Linked DNA regions of Sus scrofa: regions 1 and 3 are each linked to region 2. Evidence: chromatin contacts called from public Hi-C data. All regions are on one chromosome and are shown on one strand. Each heading gives the region's core, a stretch centred on a gene start, on an enhancer-like site or on the middle of the called end of the contact. The rest is flanking DNA. Distances are from core to core; before and after follow the strand shown.

The links. Hi-C and Micro-C count contacts between places; a contact is called where the count stands out from the background.
Region 1: a Hi-C map of mesenteric adipose tissue shows a contact between it and region 2, with 1.7 times the contacts expected there. The contact joins the promoter of NDUFAF8 here to the promoter of HGS in region 2. A contact is called at or near these places in 2 of 5 promoter capture datasets (fetal liver and fetal skeletal muscle), 10 of 47 Hi-C or Micro-C datasets (alveolar macrophages, embryonic fibroblasts, fetal liver and 6 more) and 2 of 2 datasets of contacts at active chromatin or transcription factors (alveolar macrophages and skeletal muscle).
Region 3: a contact with region 2 is called in a Hi-C map of embryonic fibroblasts, with 2.4 times the contacts expected there. The contact joins the promoter of SLC38A10 here to the promoter of HGS in region 2. A contact is called at or near these places in 1 of 5 promoter capture datasets (fetal liver), 2 of 47 Hi-C or Micro-C datasets (embryonic fibroblasts and epiblast stem cells) and 1 of 2 datasets of contacts at active chromatin or transcription factors (alveolar macrophages).

Annotation. Positions count from the first base shown.
Region 1 is chr12:1,516,608-1,521,032 of Sscrofa11.1, forward strand. NDUFAF8 (NADH dehydrogenase [ubiquinone] 1 alpha subcomplex assembly factor 8) reads right to left here and starts at 2,871. Exons shown (of 3, transcript XM_021066478.1): 1 at 2,713-2,871; 2 at 1,105-2,570; 3 at 697-906. The coding sequence starts at 2,796. The coding sequence ends at 1,971. It overlaps TEPSIN (TEPSIN, adaptor related protein complex 4 accessory protein), which reads left to right and starts at 3,153. Exons shown (of 14, transcript NM_001244108.1): 1 at 3,153-3,211. The coding sequence starts at 3,164.
Region 2 is chr12:1,216,692-1,221,105 of Sscrofa11.1, forward strand. It overlaps HGS (hepatocyte growth factor-regulated tyrosine kinase substrate), which reads right to left and starts at 3,059. Exons shown (of 22, transcript XM_021066440.1): 1 at 2,905-3,059; 2 at 1,415-1,499; 3 at 1,113-1,188; 4 at 683-775. The coding sequence starts at 2,941. It overlaps ARL16 (ADP-ribosylation factor-like protein 16), which reads left to right and starts at 3,219. Exons shown (of 6, transcript XM_021066457.1): 1 at 3,219-3,319; 2 at 3,475-3,534; 3 at 3,973-4,086. The coding sequence starts at 3,260.
Region 3 is chr12:1,479,850-1,484,250 of Sscrofa11.1, forward strand. SLC38A10 (putative sodium-coupled neutral amino acid transporter 10) reads left to right here and starts at 1,396. Exons shown (of 18, transcript XM_005668573.2): 1 at 1,396-1,816; 2 at 4,345-4,401. The coding sequence starts at 1,718.

The sequences.
Region 1 (4,425 bases), core at 1,621-4,120, 300 kb after region 2:
CTGTGGTGCAGGTGGCTGTGGCGTAGGCCAGGAGCTACAGCTCCGTTTCGACCCCTAGCCTTGGGAACTTCCATGTGCTGCGGGTGTGGCCCTAAAAAACCCCCCAAATAATAATAATAAAAAAGAGAGAGGAAACAGCCTGGGCAGGGTGGGGGGTGGGGTAATGGGGGCAGCTGAGTGGTGCCAGAGCCTGTTCCCAGGCGCCCAACAGGCAGCACTCAGGACCTTGGGATCTCCGGGCTACAGCACTGGGCGTCCTGCCTGTTGGTTGGGAGGCCCCTGTGCAGCCCCAGCTTCTTCTCAGGACCAGGGCTGGGAGCAGAGTGGGCAGGCGCTGGGTGAGATGGGCCTGGGCTCCGACTCCAGAGGCTGCGGAGAGGTGGGTGGGCATGCCCACCGCAGAGGGGAGCCTGCAGCCTCGTGGTCTCACCACAGCCGGGTTCCTCACCTGGACCCTCCTCTGCGCACCTCTCGGTCCTGGAAGGCCCCCCCCCCTTTCTCCCTGCGGATCCCAAACCCCCGTCTGGGTCGGATCCGACGGCAGGACCTCCCCCACGGTGCCACTTGGTCACTGGTTACAGGCATCCCCAGATGCAGACGACGTGTCTCTGGTGAGAAGTGTTTGAAGAGTGAGGTGGGAGGTGCGTGTCCCCGGCCACGTGCCCGCACATTGGCGCCCAGACAGCAAAACAGCTCTTTGAGCTCCAACTGGTCTTTATTGTGGCTTCGCCGTCACTACCCCAGATCCTTACATGCGCGAGGCTGCCGACCCTTCCCTAATGCGTTTCCCGTCCTTTCTGCCTTTGAGGCTTTAGACGTTTGCCCTTGGGGGCCATCACTGGGCGGGGGGGCATGCGGTGGAGCCTGTGGACCCCTCCTACTGGCCTCCTGTCAGGTCTTCTTGGCCTGGAAGAAAAAGTATTTTGTGTGAATGGGCTGTGGCTCCAAACTCAGAAAACCACCACCTTCTGGCAAATAACTTCAAAGAGCCTGGTCCCCACAGGCCACAGAGCTCACCTGCTCGGGGCCACTGAACAGAGACCTCCCAGCCACGCCCACCTGTGCCAGACACTGCAGGGCCACTGAGCCGCGTGTCGTCCTCACCAGGTGGCAGGAGCCCCTTCCCCAGAGCCAGCTCTCCCAGGGACAGGGGCGGGGCTCCCGGCGCCTCCTCGGAGCGGACGGCAGATGGGGTCATCCCCTCATGTCCTCAGGTAAGAAAGTCCTCGTTCCCGTCCTGAGTTCCCAGGGCCCAGGGCCTGCAGTTAGGTCCCCATCAGCGGAAAAAGGCACAAGGGCCAGCCTTTTGGGGACAGGACAGCACGATGGAGGCAAAGGAGCATAAAGAGTCTCAGACGACCAGACACCTGTGCAGGTGACCACGCGCCCACAGGTGCCAGAGCAGAGCCTGGTGCCGGGAGCGCGGGTCTTCACCTCGCAACCGGTGACCGTGGGACCGAGGCCTGTCCCCTCCCGGGGGATCTGCCAGGAGGCAGGAAGCAAGTCCCAAGGACATGTCCGCGTCGGATCAGAGGTTGGTGACAAGGCTGAGACTGCGCGTCCCAGCCACGGTCATGGCAAGGGGAGTGCGAGGAGGGTCTGAGGGCCCAGAAAAGGAGGGAGAGCCATCCCGGAACGTCAGAAAATGGCCTCAGATTCCTGGAATCATCCTGCCCCCTCTGGGGTCCGGTTCTCAGGATCTGCGTCTGGTGAACAGAGCTGATCCTTGGCATCACAGCCCACCCCAGACCCCGGAGACCTGACACCTCGGCACCAGCTCAAACCCCCGTGTGGAAGCCTCAGTGCAGTCTCCGCTGCCTGCCCTTGAGATGTCTGGAGCGCCCATCTCAGTTGCCCAGAGAGTTGCCTCCAATTCTACTTCTTCCTCGTCTTTCTTGAAAACACAAACTGGACACCATAGTTCTTTACGTGGGCATAGTGCGTAAGGATTTCTCCAGCACAGGGTTCGATCAGTGAGGATCAGAAAATGCCACAGCTCGGAAACAGAAGACACCCGCTCCTGAGTGGTTGGAGGCAGATCTGAACCCAGAGCCAGGGAACCAACAGACCGCGTCAGCGCAGCCGCTTCTGCGCCCTTGGCACCCGTCAGCGCGGCTGGTGGAGGACTTCGCAGCCGCTGCGGCCCTGCTGGTTGTCCCTTCACCCTCTGAGAAACGCGCAGTCGAGCAGGGGGAGACCAGGGGCCTGGCTGTAACCGCCCACGCGCAGCACACACGTGGGGTCCCTTTTGGCGTTACCCCGCCTCGGCGACAGGCCCAGGTAGGGTTCCAAGGCACCGCAGTAACACGGTGAGGGTGCCGTTCCCCTCCCCGCGATGGACACGGCCGGGCGGGGGTCGCGCTGGCTGGTGGGCGGGTGTGCCGTGTGCGCAGCACCTGCCGGCGCCCAACACCGAAACCAGGGTGCCCCCCGCCCCGGCGGGGCCGGCGCCCACTTACCGCGGCGGCGAAGCAGCGCCGCAGGGCTTCGAACTCTTGCGCGCAAAGGTCCTTGGTCAGGCGGCCGCCCGGGGCGGTGGATGCCTGCACGCACCTGCCGTAGGCCGCGGCCTGGGGACAGGACGGGGACGGGCGAGGATCGCGGCGGCCCTTGCGCCCGCCGGTCAGCCAGTAGACCCCCCCGCCGCTCCCCGGTAACCGCCCGCCCCGCCCCGCCCCGTACAGCCCTCCCGCCTCGCTGACGGCTCCGCACCTCAGTCCCACAGGCCGCCAGGCGCTCGGGGAAGGCGCGGAGGCGGCTTCGCACTCGACCCCACACCGCTCCGCTACCCGACATGAGCGGCTCTTCCTGGCACCCGTGGGCGCCGCCATCTTAGGTCCGGCCTCTTCCCGCACCCAACAGCTTGATTGGTCGACGCTTCCGCCCACAACCTGTTCTGCGCTTTGTAATTGGCCAGGCTTCAGCCACGCCTCTGCCTCGCCTCCGGAACTACGCTCTGGGAGCAGAGCCCTGTAATTGGCTCGTGGTTTCGTCCGTCTTTGACCTTAGACTTTGGATTGGTTCAGGTGCAAATTGTTTACCGAGGACGGCCTCAGGGCCCGCCCCACGCGAACGATTGGCCAGCGGGGCCAGGCCCGCTGAGTGACTGGACGGGGTCAGGGCTTGGCGGAAGCTGGGCGGGGCCGGAAGGTGACCGGCATCCATGGCGGCCACGCCGCAGCTGCGGGACCGGCTGAGCTTCCTGCACCGGGTGAGTGCGGGCGGCCCGGCCCCGCCGCGCGCAGCCTCCCGGCCGAGTTGGCCGCCTCCGTGGCCCCGCTCGGCCCCCGCGGGGTCACAGCTCTGCGGCCCCCCCACCTCTCCTCTCGCCTCTTCCCCCCAGCCCCGCCTCCGACACCCCCGGCTCCCCTCCTCTCCCTCCTACCCTGGACCCCTCCGAGGCTGCGGGACCCCGCCGCACGTGCGTGGAGGAGGCAGGTCAGCCAGCCCTGTGTCAGGTCCTGGGGACAGTGAGACGCCTTGACCCGAGTCCAAATTGGGGAAGAGAGCCAGGGGCCCCAAGTTAGTGCTTTCTTACCCAACTTGAGAGCTTTCGAGAAAAAGACGCAGTGACCCCTGAGCTCTGTCGAAGATCAATTACAGGGCCAGACACTAGCCTGGAAAGCAGGACGACCGTTTCACTCAGTGGCGGGCGTCAGATAGGGGTGAAGGAGAAAAAAATAGCTTTTATTGCTCTGCCAGGCCAAGGAGGTGACAGCAGGCTAACGCCCTAAAGACTGGGCCGTTTCTTGGGGAAGAGTTGCAGGGAGTTTTATGGTCTAAAAGGAGAAAAACAGGGTTTCAGATAAGAATCAGGGTTGGGGCAAACACGCATTCTTCTTTCTTTCAGCGATTCTTAGTCACCTAAGCTGGTGCCGGAGAGCTCAGTGGTTTTCCGGGTTATGAATCTTGACTTTTCCTGGAATAACAATACTTGAGAAAGGGGTATCCTGATGAGCGGTTAGAACGAATTGGGAAAGTTCCTGAAGAACAGCAGGTGCTAATCTTTAATCCCCGGGCGGTTGTGCTCAGGGCGCCTCATCTTTAGTTCACAGGTGATTGTGTTTAGGGTGCAGTCAAGCCAGGGAGACGCACAAGGAAAGCCTCCAAGCTCTTCGGTTTTAAACTGCTTATTGCTAAGCTGTTTCTAAACGAAACATAAGGAACATAGTGTGTCCCTTAGGTGTGTCAGACGCCTGCGTCACTGACGGGGGAGGCGGGGAGCCCTTAGAGCCACCGAGGACTGGGCATTTTCAGGACAGAAGGCTGCGGCTCGAGTCAGAAATCGCGAGGAGCTGGGCAGTGTCCATGGGTTGCCGCGTCCGCGTCTGATAGCTGGTGGTCCTAGAGGTTAGGTCCTGTAGGGACTGGGATTTTCTGGTAGTTACATTTCAAGGAATGGCCTTGAGGTCCTTGAGAAAGACA
Region 2 (4,414 bases), core at 1,809-4,308:
TGCCAAGGGAAGGAGGGCATGATCCTACCCCTGCACTGTCCACCAGGAGGAGAAACCCACAGACAGCTCCGCCCCAGATGGGCTCCTGGCTGCCAGGGCCCGGCCTCGGTGGCAGAGACGGTACCGGGGCTGAACTCCTTGGCTGCCACGCAGGGCAGGGCAGCCTCACCTGCAAGACAGCTGCACCGCCCGCTCTGCATCACACAGCCTCCCGGCGTCGCCACCCACATCACAATCCCTGCAGGTGGGCAGGACCCCGGGGCCCCGAGGCCCTTCCCTCCTCTGCCTGGGGGTGGGAGCCCACTGCCCCACCACCCCAGCCCTGCTGTTCCCCCAACTCTTCCTCCACAAACACGTCGCTCACGGGGTTCCCTGCTCAGAATCCTCCCCCAGCCCGCCGGAGCCCCCAGGCCTCCCCGCCCGTTCCTGCCTTTGGCAGATGGTGTGCCCTCTCCATTCTCAGCATCCGCGGCCCTTCCAGACTCAGCTCCTGCCCCCCGGGAAGGCTGCCCAACCTCAAAGGAGGAGCGGGCTCTCCTCCATGCCTCCAGATGCGGTCCTGGCTGGCCTCTGGGAAGGCCTGACCTTGCCAGGCAGGGACCGAGAAGGCCCGCCTGCTGGCCCGCCGCTGTCCAGCCACAGGTGCTGGCCCGCCCGTGAGAAGCCTCTGGGGGAGCCCCACCTTCAGCAGCTCCTTCAGCTCCTCCATGGTCTGCTTGTTGGCCACCTCGTCGTGGACAGTCTGGCCGCAGTTCTTCACCACAGACTCCATGACCTGCAGACCCCGAGGAGGGGAAGGCCTGGGCCACTGCTCGAGTCAAGGATCTCCCTCCCGGACGGGCCCCACCTCCCCAGGAGGAGGCAGGCCCAACAGGCCACCCAGCTGACCACAGCCTCCCAGGCAGGCAGAAGCCAGGGCTGCATGTGCTCCGAACTGGGTGTTTTATCCTGAGAGCAGGCGCTGGGGTCAAGCTGGGGGCCCACGCGTGTCCGCCTTGGGTGGAGGAGCAAGGCCCTGCTCCCACTGCTGCCCACCCTCCCTGGGCAGCCCCCGTGGCAGGACGGCCACCCCCATCCCCCCCACTGACGACTGGGGTGGGGGATCTGATTACCTCCAGGGCGTACAAGGCCACATGGGGGTTCTTGTCGTTTACTTTTTTCTTGATGGAACTCACGGCATACTTTGCTCTGATAATAAAAAGAAAAGCGTTGAATAAAGAGACAGAAAAAGCAAAAGAAAAAAAAAACAGCCTCTAAGCCAGAGAAAAAGCCCGCCCGCCACCTCCAGATAGCCACGCCCCCCACCAGCGCCTAACGGGGCGCTTCCGTCAAGGCAAGATCTCGGAAGATCCGCGGGCACCAAGAGCCCCAGCCCACGGCGGGGCCACCCCTTCGCTTCCAAAGCACCACTCACTGCGTGTCCCCCTGGCGGATCAGGTCGCAGATCTGCAGGATGGACTCCCAGTCGGTCTCCAGAAGAAGCTGGCTGGTCGCTTTGTCTAAGGCGGAAACGCACCATGGCAGGAGCATGTCCTGTCCTGTGGTCCCTCAGCCCCCCCAGCTCACAGCAGGCAGGAGGGGCTGCCCCTTTCCCATTCCAGGCACGTGGAGCAAATGGACGACCGCGTGGACATCCTCCCGACAGCCAACCACCAGCCAAGGGCTGTCCTTTCCCAAAGACCGCAGACAGCCTGGCAGACATCAACAGAGAACCCTAGGGGGGCTTATCCGGGGCACGTGCTGCCTCAAACACGACGTGCGCTCTCACAACTCAGGGAGTTCAATGCCATTTCTACCCTCTTCACAGACAAACTGAAACAGGTGAGGTCACTGCCTGGAATCACACAGCTTGCTGGGACAGACCCAAGATTCAATACTATGCTCAGCTGCTGCTCTGCAGTCCGAGTCCCTGCTTTTCAGCTCTTTAATCTATTTAACTAGCTCTCAACTGGCCCAAAGCTAAAAAGACACGCAGCACAGACCCCCTTCCTCTGCTTCAAGTGCTCTGGGGGGCGCAGACAGGGCTGGCCCGACAAGGAGGACCTCTACGTCCCCGCTGCCTCAGACGGACAGACGTGGACAGATGTGTCCCCCGGGCTGGCGCTCCTGCCCTGCCAGTACGTCTTCCCTGGAATCCAACAATGATCGATACTGATCTGGCAGTAATCTTCCGCGCTGATCACTGGAGGGCCAAACCCCCCCACAAGCCAAGTTCCTCCGCCTGCTGTTCCAAGAGCAAGGGAGGCCCCTCATCTCGGGTCTTCTCCAAACCACACTAAGGAAGACGGACAGCGGACCGAGCATGCCAGCCCCCAGAGCGCCTGCCCCAAACAACACAGTTCCTGGGGGGCGCGGGCGACTTGCCTATAAACATGCATTTTCCCTTTAAAGCCTGGGACCTCTAGGAGGCTCTGAAGGGTCGGCATTCCACCCCGACACACACAAGGAACGCCACCCTAAGCCCAGACGCTTCCTGCAGCCGAGCGGGGACAGACGGCGCCCGTCTGGTTCCCCAGCTCAGCAGCGCTCCAAAGGGCCTGGCAGGTCCCAGAGACGACGCTGCTGGCTACACCCGCCCGAGCCTGAATTTGGGTCTGAACTCCCAAATCCCTCGCAACCTAGGTCTTTGGGGGGAAAAAAGGTCTACTAAGACCTCATTTCACTGAGTCACCCGTCTTCGTGACTCAAGACGTGAGGCCCTCTCGGCCAAACGCTGGGGGTCGCTTCCCCGGGGCTCCTGGCCAGTCTCTTGTGCGGACCCTCACCCAGTCGGCCGGGGCCAGGTCCGCGCCCCGGGCCGCCGGGCCCCGCGTCGCCCGCGCGCCCAGGCCCCTGTGGCGCGGCTACAGTCCGGGTGCGCGGGGAGCCAGGGGCCTTCCCAATGAGGGGCCGGGGCCGCGTTACCTAGGAGACGCTCGAAGGTGCCGCTGCCGCGCCCCATGGCGACCCCAGACCCCGACCCGACGCCGCGGCGCTCCCTGCTGCGAACCGGCGCGCCCCCGACTTCCGCTTCCGCCTCTCTGTGGGCAAGCGCACGAGCACGCGCACGTCGCCGGCCAGTCCTGGAGACGCGGGAAGGCGGGCCTTTCCGCTCTCCCCAGACGCTGGCGTCGATTGGCCCGCGTCCGCTGACTGAAAGCACCGAGAACCACTGATCAGCCCGGAAGCGAGGCCTAGCCAATGAGAGCGGGATTGAGGGCGGGTCTTGCGTCGCCACGACGCTGAGTTACGGGTCCCGAGTCGGACCCAGAGGGGAGGGATGTGCCTACTGCTAGGGGCCACGGGTGTGGGGAAGACGCTGTTAGTGAAACGCCTACAGCCTATCCTTCCGCGCGGGGCGGGGGTGACGGGGATCGGGGACTGGGGGGACGCTGGTGGGGAGCGGGGCGGGGGGTCGTCGGGGGCGGGCACCCTGGGAGGGGTCCGGGTGGCGCTCCCTCCTCAACCCTGCTCCGAGTCCTTGACCGCCTCGCACAGCTGAGCAGCCGGGATGGCAAGGGCGACCTGGGCGATCCTCCTCCGACGCGGCCCACGGTAGGCGTCCGGCCCCTGCAGGTTTAGGAGAAGCGGGCCCCCTGTGCGGTTAGCAGAGCGCTTTGGGTTCCTTAAAAATGGAACCTGGCGAGTCAGTGTCTAGGATGGCCCTCGGGAAGTGGTGGGTGTCACTGGAAGGAGCCTGGCTCCACCGGGACAGAGCCGCCCGTTCCTCACCTGTGCTTTTGCTACTCGCCGCATAGGGCGAATCCCGCTGGTGGGCGTCGCTCCCCTGACTACAGCCAGCCCTGAAAGTACGAGCCCTGAGCATGTTTATTAGGCTTCTTTGCTTAGGGGTTCTGCCTTAGGGCCTGAACTCTTGAGAAGGCACACGTTGGGGTAAGTCGCAGTGTAAAGGGCTGAGCACGTTGCTATCCAGGAGCTTCCAGTGGGAAAGGGCTTGTTGTGGTCTCTTTGCAACCTGTTTTTTTCCCACAGGTGGGCACCAACCTGACGGACATCGTGGCCCAGAGAAAGATCACCATCAGGGAGCTGGGCGGCTGCATGGGCCCCATCTGGTCCAGTTACTATGGAAACTGTCGTTCTCTCCTGGTAGGTCCTAGTCTCTTGGGGCTTCCTTTGGGGAGGTATGTCCTCATTCCTGCATTGTCTTCAGTTTGAGTCTGGGGGGCCTCCAGCTTGCCCCCTGTCTTCTGCTCTCAGCCCAACGCGAGAACTTTCAGAGGGCCGGCTGAGGGCAGTGTTCCTTCTCTGTGGGTAACCGCCCGCCCACTCACTCGCCATGGGGGTTATTTATGTTTGGATTCTCCGGCCCTCTGGTCCGTCCCATCCTAGCAAGGCCTATATCCTGGATTCCAGGCCCTTCCGTGGCGACGTAATGGCCAGGCAGGTAGATCTCCACACAGGCGGACGCAACCCT
Region 3 (4,401 bases), core at 146-2,645, 260 kb after region 2:
ATTGACCAGCCTCTGGAGTTCCCGTCGTGGCTCGGTGGCTAATAAATCCGACTAGGAACCATGAGGTTGCAGGTTCCATCCCTGGCCTTGCTCAGTGGGTCAAGGATCCGGCATTGCCGTGAGCTGTGATGTAGGTTGTAGATGGGGCTCGGATCCTATGTTGCTGTGGCTGTTGTGTAGGCTGGTGGCTATAGCTCCGATTAGACCCCTAGCCTGGGACCCTCCATATGCCGCGGTGCAGCCCTAGAAAAGACAACAAACAAAAAAATTGTCCAGCCTCTGATGTAAACTAGCAAGAACTCTCATAACTACTTGAAGAGCGATTGGGCAATACCTGGTAAAATGAAGGTGTGCCTGCACGTGAACCGGCAGTTCTGCTTCTACGGGTTTACCCTGGAGCCCCCCCAACACCCGAGAAGACAAGGGCCGTGGTGTTCACTGAATCACTGTTTATAATGGCAAATAATTGGAAGCAACTCGGTGGCCCTCAGCAGGAGAATGGATATATATATTCCGGGCTATTTTATTATTGCTTATTTAAAAAAATGTTTTTCCACCGCATCCACGGCATATGGAAGTTGCCCGGACAGGGATCCTATCCCAGACCCAGGTGTGACCTACACCACAGCTGCTGCAATACTGGATCCTTAACCTGTTGTGCCACAGCAGGAACTCCAATTTTTTTTTTTTTTAAATTGTGGCTGCATCGTGGCATATGGAAGTTCCTGGGCCAGGGGTCGAATGGGAGCTGCAGCAGGGGTCTACACTATGGCAACACCGAATCTGAGCCACATCTGCGACCTGTGCTGCAGCCTGTGGCATCGCTGGATCCTTAACCCACTTAGGCAGGCCAGGGGTCAAACACACATCTTCACGGAGACTGGTCCTTAACCTGATGAGCCAAAACGCGAACTCCTCCATGCCCACTCTTTAGAACTGTGTACTCTTGCTGAGGAACTCAGCCTCTCTGTGCTCAGCGTCCCACTCCTAAAACGTGGGCGCTAACTCCTGGAATCCGTTATCAACGCTGACATGAAGGTGCAGCCCCGGAGACCCGCGCATCTAGCACACTTCTCCCAATCGGTCTCGAGGGTAATTGCTGAAAATGAAGGCTTAAAATCCTGCTCCTCTCCAGAAGGCGTGACGTGGCCCTTTCCCTCCTGCCCTCCACTGCTCTTCCGGATGGGGGCCACAAGGGGCGAGCTCTTGTGCTCCAGACCCTGCAAGACATGGCGCAGGACGCCAGCTCCACAGGGAGGATCAGCTGGCTGTAGGGACAGGTGCGCCCCATAGACCCCGTCCCCACCCCCCCGTGTGCGTCCATCCAAGCCCCGCCCCTGCAGGCGCCGAGGTCCGCCTTTCATTGGTGAGCGCCCTGCCCCGAGCTCCGCCCCTCGTCGTCACTTCCGGGCGGAGGAGCTCGCGGAAGGCGGAAGTGTGCGTGCCCAGGCGGCCGCCGAGCAGCACCGGAGTGTTTCTCGCCGGCTCCCCGCGGCTTTTCCCGGTCTGGGCTCGGGGACGCTGCGGTGGCCCGCGGGAGCCAGCGGGGGACGAAGCTATGAGGCGGCCGCGGGGCCTGGCGGGGCCTGGAGGGTGACTGCTCCCGCCGCCTTCCCGCGAGACCGCCTCCTCCAGGCGGCGTCCCCCTCGGGGTCTCGCGCCCCACCGTCCTGCCGGCGCCTTGGACCCGGGGCTCCGGGGCCCCAGGCCTCGCGCCATGACCGCGGCCGCGGCCTCCAACTGGGGGCTTATCACGAACATAGTGAACAGCATAGTAGGGGTCAGTGTCCTCACCATGCCCTTCTGCTTCAAACAGGTGAGTCGAGCGGGCGGTGGTCGCCGCCCCGGCCGCCCCGGGCTCAGCCCGTCACGGGAGCCGGCGCGGCGGGAGGAGGGACCCGGCAGCCCACCCGCCCCGGCGCCGCCGCGGAAGCCGAGGGAAAGCCCCCCGCGAACAGCTTGCGCACCGTTGGTAACTTCAGACCGAGGTGCAGCGTGTAGCGAGGCGATCTTGAAAACTGGAGAGTGACCGCGGGACTCCGTGTTCGCGTCCTTTCCTGGCGTTTCTTGCAACTCTGATCCCACCGCACTCCTTTCCGGGAGCGCACAGGTCAACCCCGGCCTTGGAACTAGATTGGGGTGTGGGTTCTGAGGGGGTTGCTAAATTCACCAGATTGGACACGTCAGAGCTTTGTGTTTCGCTGTGGGCAAACCTTACCTTAACGGAAAACGTCGGAAGTATTAAAAAATTGGTGTCATTCCGACGTTAAATACTGCAGGAGAGAAACTCAGCCTTTTTTGAGGTGTGGGTTTATTTGGCTTCTGTTTAATCCACAAATAAAGAGGCTTTTGGTCCTTTAGAAGAGGGAGGTTGACAGAGTTATCAAATTGGGCAACTTCTTAACTAAAAACGAACTTCTCCGCTTCCTGTGTGCCACACTGGAGGTGCCGCTCCCCCGGCCGCCTGGGGCAGGAGCTGGCCACGAGGGAGAGCGGCTTTCTTGAGGCTGGAGGAGGACCAGTGGGACACCAGGGGAGGACAGGTGGCCAGCAGGCCCTCAAAGACCAGCCTTACGTGGAAAAATGCGCATAAGATGATATTTTGGCCTTGACGTGGGCTCCAGTTGCTTCATCTTAGATTCAGGTTTTGCATTTTTCATATTTAGGATGCTTTGCTGTAAATAGCAAGCAGAAGAAAATGCGTTTCGGTTCCCGTGTGAGCGGTTGCTCTGACTTGCTTGGTGACCGTGTTGCTGGGGGGATGGAGACGGCGGGCTGACGTGGAAGGCCATGCTGGCGGCTTCTGGAACCTCCAAGGCAACATCTGTGTCTTGGCATGGGAGTCGCAGTGTGGGCCGGCCCCCTCTGGGTGTTCCTGGAGGGACTACGTATCCCAGCGCGCACTGCGACGCGCCTGGCACAGAACTGCCTCCTGGGATGTGTAGTTGGCTTGTCCTGCGCCTGTACCTGTACCGCCATCCTTCACGCCTGTCTGCCACGTGCCACCGCGGCAGGGCTCTGGGGGTTCAGATTTGAGTGTCTGCCGTGGGCTGGGCACGAGCCTGCTGCTGAGCCCGCTGCCGGAGCGTTTAAGCACGGGCCCGGCTGACTTGCTGGGTGGGGGGGGGGAGCTTAGAGGTGGGGGCTGGAGACCTGGCAGGGGTTTGCCTCGCCCTGAGGGCCTGGCCGAATTAGGAGCTGCTCTCAGTTGGACTCAGCATCTTCTCCGCAGGAAGCCCCTCGGCCAGAACACGGTGTGAGGCCAGTGGGCAGTTTGGGGATGTGTGTTTTTCATCTGGCAGCCAGGTCATTAAAAAAAAAACTTGGGGTTCGTGTTGTGTTGTTTTTTGGTTTATTTGGTTGGTTGTAGCAATTTGAGTACTTGTCCAAAAGAATTAACATTTTACTGAAGCGTGTGTAACATGCATCCAGAAAAGCGAGTGCACTTTGGGTACACTCTGGATGACTTTTCATAAAGTAGTTAACGAAAACAGATAGCCAGCCCCGAGATTAAGGAGCACACACAGCGAGCACCCCCCACCCTGCCTCCCCACTGAAGGTCCCCCTGCCACCTCCAGCGCCACCGTCAGCGTTGCCGGGTGCGACCATCCCGTGAGTAGGTTGTGTCCTAGATGCGCTTCGGGGTCTGGCAAGCGCTCCTCCACGTGTTTGTTCTTTAACTTTTGTGGACAGGACGGTGCGGCCTGTTTGGAGCCTGTGCACAGGCTTTGGCGCTGGGGAGGCGTCCCGCAGGCTGCCGACCTGCGCCCGGGCGGCCGGGTCGCGGGCTGTGTGCGCCTTGCGCTCTGGCACATGCTAGGAGGAGAGTTGGTTGTCTCTTCAGCTTTTGGATCGCAGATAAACCTGCTGTAAACATTGGCGTACAGGCTTGTGCAGGAACACATGTTTTCATTTCTTTTGGATAAACACCTAGGAGTGCAATTGCTGGTCAGATGGTGAGTGTCTGCTTAACTTACAAGAAAGGCGTAAATGTCACTTTTAATCTCTTCCTTCCAGAATGTGTTTATCGCTCAGAGCTGTTGATCCACGTGGCTGGAAGGTGGTTCGCTGGAGGGGGTCTGCAGGGAGCTGGGGAGACTGGCAGCCCCTCGATTCCCTGAGACTCTGGGAGGGGCCGGGGAGGAAGCGGTGTCCCAGGTGCTCTCTCTGGCTCACGCACAGGCCTGGTGTCCCTGGACAGCGCGTGTAGCTGCCAGGCCCAGGAAGCTGTAGGCGCGGGAATGAACCAGAGCTGAGCTGAGGCCGCACCTGCCGGTCCGTGCGTCAGGTGGGGACTCCGGCGGTTTTTCTCTGATGACGTCTCTTTTTCTTCCAACCCTCCAGTGCGGCATCGTCCTGGGCGCCCTGCTCCTGGTCTTCTGCTCTTGGATGACGCACCAG